Linked DNA regions of Oryctolagus cuniculus: region 1 is linked to region 2. The links are chromatin contacts, called in public Hi-C maps. All regions are on one chromosome and are shown on one strand. The core of a region is the stretch at or near the end of the contact, and the rest is flanking DNA. Distances in the headings are between cores, read along the strand shown.

The links. Hi-C and Micro-C count contacts between places; a contact is called where the count stands out from the background.
Region 1: a contact with region 2 is called in a Hi-C map of psoas muscle, with 2.1 times the contacts expected there. The contact joins two enhancer-like sites. A contact is called at or near these places in 4 of 6 Hi-C or Micro-C datasets (ear pinna, psoas muscle, skin fibroblasts and 1 more).

What each region holds. Positions count from the first base shown.
Region 1 is chr7:105,002,878-105,008,358 of mOryCun1.1, forward strand. No RefSeq gene overlaps it. Among named protein-coding and RNA genes, the nearest start is that of GADD45A, 120 kb to the left of the region's middle. Within about 2 kb of position 3,949, at least 2 of the 8 cell types and tissues checked have an H3K27ac peak or open chromatin away from gene starts, as enhancers often do. A contact at or near this core is called in ear pinna, where this site is marked.
Region 2 is chr7:104,954,583-104,959,921 of mOryCun1.1, forward strand. LOC138850416 (a long non-coding RNA gene) reads left to right here. Exons shown (of 2, transcript XR_011390154.1): 2 at 1,524-2,224. Among named protein-coding and RNA genes, the nearest start is that of GADD45A, 69 kb to the left of the region's middle. Within about 2 kb of position 1,664, at least 6 of the 8 cell types and tissues checked have an H3K27ac peak or open chromatin away from gene starts, as enhancers often do. A contact at or near this core is called in ear pinna, where this site is marked.

The sequences.
Region 1 (5,481 bases), core at 2,699-5,198, 51 kb after region 2:
GTCGCACGTTTCCCAAGCAGAGCTGGAAGGAAATAAGCCGTAATCAGGGAAGGAAAGGCCAGCTGCCGGTCGCTGGCGCTCGCCTGCAGGGAAGTCGGTGGCGGTTCACGGTCCGGGACATTTTCCCAGAAGCGAATTGGCCCGTGTACCAAGACGCCTGCGTGCGGCACTTCTTTTTTGCTGGCTTTTCCACGACTTTCCCCTGCTGCTTTCTGTTGCAGGGCGTTCGCAGGTTAACTGGGGCCGCAAAGTTGTTATCACCTGCCATCTGTGCCAACAGCTTATGTAAAACGAGCTGACTCCAGCGAGCACATGTCCCAGGCGGGAGCCGGGCCCCCTGCTGGCATCCGCTTGGGAGCTGCGTGCAGCCAAAGGCTGAGAGGGAAGCAGCTCCCAGGGGCTGCAGGGGGGCGGGGGGGAGGAGAGGGCAGCAGAGGTAGCTGGGACATGTGGGCAGAGGCGTGGGGCCAGAGGGGACTGCGAGCCACCGCGGCACCTGCTCCCAGGGAGTAAATAGCACGTTATCCAGTGTCGCAAGGGCCACCTGCCCGGCAGCCGCCAGCCCCATTGTCCCTCACTGTGGGCTGTGGGCCTCACACCAGTGTGCTGCTGGTTGAAAATGTGCTTTGGACGAGAAAGCAAAAGGTCCCGGTGGCTCCTGCTCCCCACTCAGCTCTGTCCCTCCCAAATTCCGGCTTCACAGCTGCCGCTCAACTGCAGGGTTCCTGGGCTGGGCTGGGGCCACCGCGGGTTTGGATCTGGCACTCCCGGCTCTGGACAGAGGTGAGGTGCCAGGGGCAGAGTGGGGAGGGGGCGCACTGGGCTGCTGTCCCAGGAGGGCAGGTGCTGGTGGCTGCAGCCTCACCCCAGGCCCCCTCCTGGCTCTCCTCCCGTCTCTGCTCCCCACTATGTTTATAGTGTGTTCTCAGGATGATATTTGAAGTATTCTAACTATGGGCATCACAGCCAAGGCTGAAGCTCATTGACTGATTGGAGTGGTTAAGTCCTTAGGCGCCGACGGGCACGCAGGCCTGGGTTCAGACTGAGGCTCAGCCACTGCCCTGCAGAGAGACCATGGCTACATTCCCGGGTGCCTATTCACTGGGGGACCCATTCCTTCCCTGCTGCGCAGAATTTCCCTAGTGCTGGGAACCCCCTGCAATCTGTACACGTCTAGACGATATGGTCTCTGTTAGCTTCCCAGCTAGGAGGACTAACGGGACAGGACGGTAATGCTGATCACGGTGCCTGGCCTGCCCTCAGTGTACCTCCGTCAGCTAGGAGGAACTCCCAGAAGTCTGGGCTGCACCGGGGGGGCCACTGCTGTGGAGTGTAGGAGACGCAGCCACAAACAAACCTGCCGCTGTGCAAATTGACAGCGCTCACCAAGCTCCTGTTAGCGTCACTTTACTGATGAGCAAGTTACATCCAGGGGGAGAGGGGGGTCACAGGAACTTGCCAGAGGTTAACAGCTGGAAGGGCAAGGACATAGGGGGGTCACAGGAACTTGCCAGAGGTTAACAGCTGGAAGGGCAAGGACATCCCTGTCAATCTAGCTCTTCTACAACAAGCCCTGAGTTTCCTTTTGTCCTGGGCATTGCACTACCACTCATGGCCCGTATTGAGGAACGCATAGACCTGCACTCAAGCTGCCCCCTTGCTACTCGCACCTCTCGGCCCCTTTCCTTTTAGCTGGGGAAATTCTCTCTCCGCTTTGTGAGCTGCTCAGACATCACCTCCTCCAGGAAGCTGGGCGGGGCCCCAGAGCTCTCTTGGTACCCTTTCTACCCTGTCACCACCTTTCCCCCAGCATATTATAATCATTTGCTACTGGACTATGTTCCACAAGTTTCTAGAAGGCAGGGGTTGTGTCTGTCTTTCTACCTCTCCCAGAGCCACGCACGGGTCCTGGCTCATACCCAGTGCGCCATCAATGTGGTGGGACTCAGAGTGTGATATGATTGCTGTACACTTAACAATAGCTACTGTTACCTGAATATTTTTTTAAAAAGATTTATTTATTTATTTGAAAGAGTTACACAGAGAGCGAAGGAGAGGCAGAGAGAGAGAGAGGTCTTTCATCCGCTGGTTCACTCCCAAGATGACAACAATGGCCAGAGCTACGCCAATCTGAAGCCAGGAGTCAGGAGCTCCTTCCGGGTCTCCCCCGCAGGTTCGGGGGTCCAAGGACTTGGGCCATCTTCCACTGCCTTCCCAAGCCATAGCAGAGAGCTAGATCAGAAGTGGAGCAGCTGGGACTTGAATCTGCACCCATATGGGATGCCGGTGCTGCAGACGGCGGCTTTACCCGCTATGCCACAGCGCCAGCCCCACCTGAATACTTTTGGTGAGTCAGACGCCATGCTGACATATACCCGAAAGAAAATGCAGGTGAGGAAAAAATGATGCATGCATTTCAAAAATGTTTTACATCAAGATAAATAAATGTACTTTTTATTTCTATTTTCCAGGAAGTTTTTGAAAACCCCTGGTATTTTTTTTTCCATTTCATCGTCACAAGAGTCTTGAGTTTTGATAAATGACACATAGGAAAATAAGCCTGAGGTCACACAGCCAGCGAGCAGATCTGAACTTGAGTCCAGATGTGCTTAACACGCTCTGTTTTGTTTTGTTTTTTAATTTGAGAAGTAGAGTTACAGAGAGAGAGAGATCTTCCATCCCCTGATTCACTCCAATGACTGCAACGGCCGGAGCTAGTCTGATCCAAAGCCAGGAGCCAGGAGCTTCTTCCAGGTCTCCCATGCAGGTGCAAGGGCCCAAGGACTTGGGCCATCCTCTGCTGCTTTCCCAGGCCATAGCAAAGAGCTGGATTGGAAGTGGAGCAGCTGGGACTCCAATTGGTGCCCGAATGGAATGCTGGCACCACAGGCAGAGGCTTAGCCAACTATGCCACAGCGCCGGCCCCAGACACTCTCAACTCCGGGGCTCTCACAGTACCTTCCACGCCCAGCTCAGTTCCTTGTGCATTTGGAACTAGTGGTCAGTTGGATGGATGGATGATGGGGACTGGGGCCTCCAAGGACACTGGACATGGTCTCATTGCCCTTGGCCAGCTGTTGTCGGTGAGGTGTTCTCAGGGGCTGCTGTTGCCCTGGGCCAGCACCGAAAGGTCTCCCTGATTCCAGGGTTCACGGTCACTGCGTGCCTTCCCCGCTCTTTCTCATCCTCCCAGGGCAAGGTGAGGTCTGAGAAAGCTGAAGAATGCAGCTGAATTGTCTTCAAAATCTTTGCCGATAAGACCTGGGGGAGTTTCCAGACGCTTTCTTATGACGATTCCAGCTAAGAACGTCGGAGTCCTGCTAAGCCACGATGACTCAGCCCAGGGAAACCAGGGCCCACAGTGGTTCCCAGGAAGCCAAGTAGCTGCACCCAGGTCTGCATTCAGCCAGGGGGCGGAAGTCACAGGCAGCCTCACTGTCCCCATTGGAGCCAATGACGTGCAGGGTGAGCCTCGTCCCCAGGCTGAGTGAGGCACCAGCAACCACCCTGAGGAGGGAAGGTGTGATCCCAGTCAGTGCTACCACCTTTCTGAGTGCCAGAGTCCCCCCTGCAGATGGGGGAGAAGAACAGCTCCTCCCTCAGAGGGCCAGCATGAGATCAAAGAATTGATGTCTACACGAAGCTGGACAAGGTCAGCACACCACATGGTGCTTGGTAGTGACAGCTCTTACTACGTGAGGAAGGGACAGAGAAAGTCAGGCATGGAGCTCACAGTATCTGGGCTGGCCATGCGTCTAGCCCAGTGTGACTGTCCCTGGCTGACGGAGTCTACGTGCTGTGCCATCGCTGACTGCCCCCAGGCTGAGCCACACGCACTGCACTCCCCTGACCGTGGCTCCGCACTGTGTTTTGTGCGGGAAGGACTAGTTTATGGTAAGCTCGCTGTGTTCACAATCTGTGTGTTTGGCCTTGGCAAACTGGAAGGGCATGGCCCGGCGATCTTGTCTCGTGGGGACGTTTTCCCCATGGGCCAGGCTGGGTTTGCTTTTGGACCCATCTGGGGCCTTGGCATTGGGAAGTTTCGTCTGGACGCATTGCATGAGAACTGTTGCGTGCCACTGTTTGGCTGTGCTTTCCTTTCTGCCTTTTCTTGGCAGAGCCAAAAGCAAAATGGAAAGTTTGTGCTCATGTGAAGAATGATGTGCAATGTCAGATAATATCTTTTGTCCTCTGGCTTTGAAGTGAGTCGACAAAAAGCCAAATGGTCTAAACTTGGTACTAAATCGCCTCTTAAGGGTGCTCATGCCTTCTTGTCAACAAGTATCTACGAAGCTCGAAGCGTTCAAAGGCTGGGCGCCATGAAACTTTCATGGTAGGAAGGATGTGGAAGTGATTCAACAGTGAGAGGGAACACTCCAGGGGTTATCAGCCAGCTGGGGTGGTGCGCAGAGGCAAGATTTAAATCCAAGACGCTCGGGCTGGTGCTGTGGCGTAGTGGGTAAAGCTGCCACCTGCAGTGCCAGCATCCCACATGGATGCCGTTTCGAGACCCGGCTGCTCCACTTCCCATCCAGCTCTTTGCAATGGCCTGGGAGGGTGGTAGAAGATGGCTCAAGTCTTTGGGCCCCTGCACCCATATGGGAGACCCAGAAGAAGCTCCTGGCTCCTGGCTTTGGATCGGTTCAGCTCTGGCCATTGCAGCCAATTGGGGAGTGAACCAGCAGATGGAAGACCTCTCTCTCTGCCTCTCCTCTCTCTGTGTAACTCTGACTTTCAAATAAATAAATAAATCTTACAAAAAAATCCGTGACTCTGGTAGTATTAGATGTATTTCTCCCTCCTGCTTCTCCTCTCTCTAAGGGACAACCCATGGTGTCACAGGTATGATACCAGGCACAGAAGAGCACCAAGAGTTAAGGGGAGTTACTGCGTTTGGGGACGTTTCAGTCCAGTAGACACAGGAACAGGTTGAATGATGAGAAGACGACTCTTGCATTTGTGATGTCAGAGGGAAAGCGAGGGCTTTCACACATGGCTGACTGTTCCTTAGGTCCTACCCTGGACAGGCCCACCATCTACCGCCCACCATCTCCGGAAGCTCATACAAGTTATCTACACTCCCGATGCCTCAGTTTCCTTATCTGTTAACCATCCCTTACATCCCTTAGGAGTGTTAGGAAAGCATTTAGTATAGAGCCCAGCACATATTAGGTGCTCTAACAATGGTAGCTAAAGTGAATCTAAGACCTACAAGGAGGCTGCCTCCTTTTTTTTTTTTTTTTTTTTTTTTTTGTGACAGGCAGAGTTAGTGAAAGAGAGAGACAGAGAGAAAGGTCTTCCTTCCATTGAAGGTCATTCCTTCCTTCCCTAATGGCCGCTACAACCGGCGCACTGCGCTGATCCAAAGCCAGGAGCCAGGTGCCTCCTCCTGGTCTCCCATGCGGGTGCAGGGCCCAAGCACTTGGGCCATCCTCCACTGCCTTCCCAGGCCACAGCAGAGAGCTGGACTGGAAGAGGAGC
Region 2 (5,339 bases), core at 414-2,913:
TCTTAGTTATTAATTTGATAGTGATAATTGACATTATTAACAAAATGTCAACGACCTCATTATTGACTAGTCATTAATTTCAAAATTAATAACTGAATAGATAGTCAAGTGTGAAACCTAGTTCTCAACTTTAAGCTGGAAAGTCTAAAATCTCTCCTAGTAGGGGTGTCAAGATGATCTAAAGACAGAAGAGATGTGGGAAAGACAGGAATGATTCACAGTAGGGATTTTTGACATCTGAAAATAAAGGAGTTAAGTGATTATAGCAGGAAAGTGGATCTCCTGCCTCACTCAAGAAGAACAAAAGACCCACTCTTAAGAAAAACAACACAAGGAACAAATTCGCTCAATTCCAGTTCATTCCAAAGCAACATATAAAGTGTTGGTTGCTGTGCTACCAAAAGCAAGATTCTTCCCTGTTGAACTTATCCCTCCTTCTTCCCTGCCTGGCTTGGTGTGAGTCCACAACCTGCACCCCTGTACAAGGCAACCCTAATCCAGAATCCTGGGACTCATGCTTGATTTCCTCTATATTTTCCTACTGTACTTCTCCGCTAGACACTGCTACTCCACAGTCCCCAAGCAGTTCCTGGGAGTACCTGTCTCCTAGCAAAGAGCTCCGTAAACATGGGTAGAATAAATAACCTCATTCAATATGATTGACCTCTTCCCTCAAGGAGTGCTCTGCCAAGAATGAGATGAACACAGCTTCTTTTCCTGTAGGCTGTTCTGGTGCTACTTCCTCCAGGAAGCCTTCCAGACACTCTCCTGCCAATCAGACTGAGGGATATGATCCTCCGCTAATCTCCCACAGCACCTTGCACTTACCTTTTCCTAAAACCTTACAGTTTGGCCTGGTTACACTTGATCTACTTGCCTGAGTTCCCCGCTAGATAGGGACTGTCACACCTGTCTCACCAGTGCCTCGCACAGTATCTGGTGCAAAGTGCAAAGACAATGAATGCTGGGGAATGACTTCTACGTAACGTGATCCTATGGGGGAGACAGACGCAGGAGCAGTTGCTTGCGCTATTGGGGTGAATAGCAGTGAGAAACAGCTCTCTGAACTGACCTTGGGAGACCTGGAGTTTTTCTTAAGGAAGAGCGTGGACCAAAGCACGCAGGCAAGAAAGCACATAAAGTCTTTAAGACAATGGGAGCCCGACAAGACTCAAGAAAAGCACCGAGTGGGGGGAAATGGGGCAGATGTGGCAAGAAAGGTTATTTTAAACAAGTTGTGAAAGACCTGGACGCGAGACCAAGGGATTTGGAGATTGTAAAGTAGAAAGTCACTGACGTGAGAACATGGCCAGATCGCTCAAAGATAAAAAAATGTTGTTTTCTTTTCAGTAACTAAAAGCCATAGATCTAACTTCCTCCATTTTTATATTTCTTGAGACTTCATGAAAATACAAAACAAAGACCAGCCAAAGCAATTCTTTCCTCGCCTGGTCTGAACCCGGCGTGGTGGTTTTTTTTTTTTTTTTTTTAATTTATTTTTTCTTTTCCTTGTTTTCTGGCAGCTCTCTTGGTGAAGCGAGTGCATCACACAGCTGGGAAAACACGAGCTTCTCAGTTTGTTTGGCTTCTGAGCTATGTGGGTGAGCGCGAGTCTGGGCAGTGTGTCAGCTCCTTCCTGAAAGTCTGGGTCACGGAAGTCCACAGCACAACCTTGTTTACGCGATTTTGCTTCCAGCGTCGAGAACACTGGTTGTGATTACTGCAAAGGTGTATGTGGTCACCGTTGGCTCTCAACCCTGCAATTCCTTTGAAAAGATGATCTGACTGGGACAACGGTGACCTTATGGTAACACCTCTGTTTCTTTAGAAAGCCCCGGATGAAAAGCCAGGCGTTGTTTTCCCCGCTGCCTTTGTGCCTGGCTAACCGCGACAGCTTGTGGGCTCCCTGGGAGTCGTCCTGGGGGACGGAGTTTGCTGGGCTGGCAGATTCGGCTGGGAGACGATGAGTGAGTGACCAGTCTGAAGCAACTCTTCCAGCCCAGACACGTGAAGTTACAGTTCATCAACACATGTTTACATGACTGTCTGCTGTGTGCCGGTCACTGGGAAGCCGGATGAATAAGACAGTTTCTATCCCAGTCTGCTAAGTAGCTTGAAAACTCCTCCAAGGTAAAAGTCCATTCTGAATTCTCTTTATGCACCCCAGATTGCCTAGCACAGAGCCTAACTCGGGGTGGGGCCTCAATAAATATCAGCTGTCTAAGTGTGTGGGTGAAGTTCTGTTTTGCACAACAAATGTTTACTAAGCACCTACTGTGGGCTGACCCTGTGTTGGGTGATCAAGAAAGGAAGCTGAGGAAAACGGGGTTCCTACCATCAGCTGCTCATGGTCTGCTGGGGAAGACAGACATTGAATCAGAGTCTCCAAGGAGCCCCTGAGCCCCTAAGGAACCCCTTGCCACCCAGCCCCTCCTCCGGAACCCCCTCCCCCCCATCTCTCTACTCAAGGGATAACAGCTGGTCTAGAAGACAGACCAGCGCCATACCCACAGTGCTGGCTGACAGTATGTTAGTAACATGGCTCAGCTAACAGTAGAGGCACAAGTCACGCATACACGGGGTATGGAGGAGCGAATAACCTCGTGGTGTGTGTGGGGGGACTGTGCAGCTTCCAGCAAAGTCCAACCTAAAAAGGGAAGTTCTGCCTCTAGGCGTTTACTCAAAACCCCTTACTGACAAGTGTGAGCGCAGGGTGGACCCCAGATTCTAGGCACTGTGTAATCCACAGAAAAGGGAGCACCTGACCAGCCCCTTGTGTTGCTGATTAGGGATGGCAGATAAAGGGAATCAGTTTTTAAATGATATGGTCATTTTAAAAATTAATTTACAACATTTTTTATTTCTTCCTGTTCTGGACCAAACTTATCCACAAGTGTAGCTTGATAGTCATCTTGGCTCCAATAATCGTGGCATTTTGCTGAGTCACAGGACTCACTCCTGAGCAGGAATGACCCAGAGAGCCTTCCGAGAATCGGCTTAAAAATCGTTAGCATGAATCCTCCTCACCAGGGAGAGGCGTGCTTTTGACTCCATTCCTTGCAAAGCTGATGCTCAGCGCCTAGCAGTATTCTGGAGCGACAGCATTCGGAAGGAGAGAGAGAGAAGAGAGAAGGGAAGGCAAGCAGGAAGAAGGGAAGGCAGGAAGGCAGGAAGGGAGGGAGAAAGAGAGGAAGGGAGGGACAAAAAGATGAGAACAATTAGCTAAATAAAAAAAAAACTTAATTCTCCCCAAACCTCTCAGAATTTTAAAATAAAGATTGGAAAAACATCTTACTGCTGGCAGGGCCAGTTTCCCACTTGTAAATGCACCAACCATCGCTTGAGGAATGTCTCAGTGGGGCCACAGCTCTTTCATGGAAACCTGTCACCCCTTCCCTGCTCGCATTTTATGAGCAATAACAACAAAACAAATTACACTCGTCATGTTCTACAGGTAATTGAATTTGGCTTCTTGAAATCAAGGCTTTGAACTGTGGAGACCATGCCTTTTCCTTTACTAACTTCTGTTGTCACCTGCCTCCATTCAAAGCAGGAGTTCATGATATTGATCATTTGAAGCGAGTTACTGGCCCAAGACTGCTTGGCTAGTCTCATTTTTCCCCACTTCTTGCTTTGCGCACAAACTGAGCATGCTCTGTCCCGAGCAGGTGTGGCTGCAGCTTGAGGGTTGTGACTCAAGCTGTCCCCAAAGGCTTCATCCAGGTGTTCATCAGGCTGCTGGCATCTCCAGGAATCACCGCAGGAGGAGCTGCTTCCAAGTTCACTCCTGTGGCTGGGGGCAGGCTTTATTTAGGTCCTGTGGGTTGTTAACTGGAGACATTTTTTTGCCACCCGAGGTTCTCCATAGCATTACTCAAAACCTGGCTGTTGGATTTCCCCTGTATTAAGGGCAGAGACAGCATCAGCGAGCAAGATGGCAACCACAATCTATCTGCAGCTTAATCTCAGAAGTAACATGCCATCGCTTTTGTCATAATCTAGTTTTAGAAATGGAGCCAGCACGTGTTGAAAGGGAAGAAACCGGACAAGGCTGTGAACACCAGGAAGTGGGGTCCCTGGGGCCATTTTAGTCTGCCCACCACAGTGCTCAATAAGCATGCTGGGCAAGCAGCTGAGTCTCTCTAGTCAGAATGAGTATATGTGGGGCAAGGGCTTTTGCACAGTGGTTTAAGCTGCCACTTGGGACACCCATATCCCCTACTGGAGTGTCAGTTCAAGTCTCAGCTGTTCCACTACCGATCCAGCTCCCAGCGAATGCTCCTGGGATACAGCAGACAATGGGCTCAAGTAATTGGGTTCCTGTCACTCACATGGGAAGCCCTGATGGAGTTCCTGGCTACTGGCTTCAGCTTGGCCCAGCCCCAGCTGTTGCAGACATTTGGGAAGTGAACCAGAGAATTGAAGCTTTCTCTCTCTCTCTCTCTCTTACTCTGCCTTTCAAATAAATACATCTTCAAACACACACACACACACACACACACATACACGCATGTGCTCACACACACACACACACACAAAGATCAATAGCATTTAACTCCTACTGGAGAAACAGTGCAACGTGACTTTAGTCAAGTGTACATTCATACACATTGATGGATCAAAAGCAACTGAGTGAAAACAGTACCAAGTGTATGGCACTCAGTAAATTGTTGTTGGGGGGTGAATAAGTGAAAGGCTGGTAGAGACTAGTATGTGTCCATTAATATCTGTCCTTCAATGAAAGAATTTTCTTAGTTTTCACTGGGCACGGATGTAGTCCACTGGACACTACATTTTCCAGCATCCCTTGCAAGCAGAGGAGCCTGTGCTATCAATTTTTGTCTAAGGGGATCTGAGCACTTGTATTTCACTCCTCCCCTGACTGGTATGTAGAGGTTTTGGGGGGGGTGCTGAGAAGGAAGGGACACCATGATGATGGCAGGACCATGTGTCGGATCACCTGCCTCTGGGCTCGCTCCTGAGACAGCACTCAGCTGCTCTCCTATGAGGTCACTGTGCTTTGTTGGCACAAGGTAGTGTCATCTGCCTGATAGAGAATTTTAAAAAGCAAACAAGAAAGCAGCATCCTGCCCCTTCTCCCCAGCCTCAGGGCTGATGTACCCTTGGAGCCCGTTGCAGAAGCTCCAGAGACAGTAGTGGAGGCTCTGTGGTGCCTGTGGCTCCACCGCGCGGTGCAGACGGCCCCTGATTCCCAGGGCTCCACTTGCATCTTTGTGACTGTACAAGGATGCGCAAGCAGCACACACTCAAGAAACCGATCTTCAGAATGGTGAATGCTGGTCTTTCTCCCGGGCTAGCGCAACACAGAACGGTCCTCT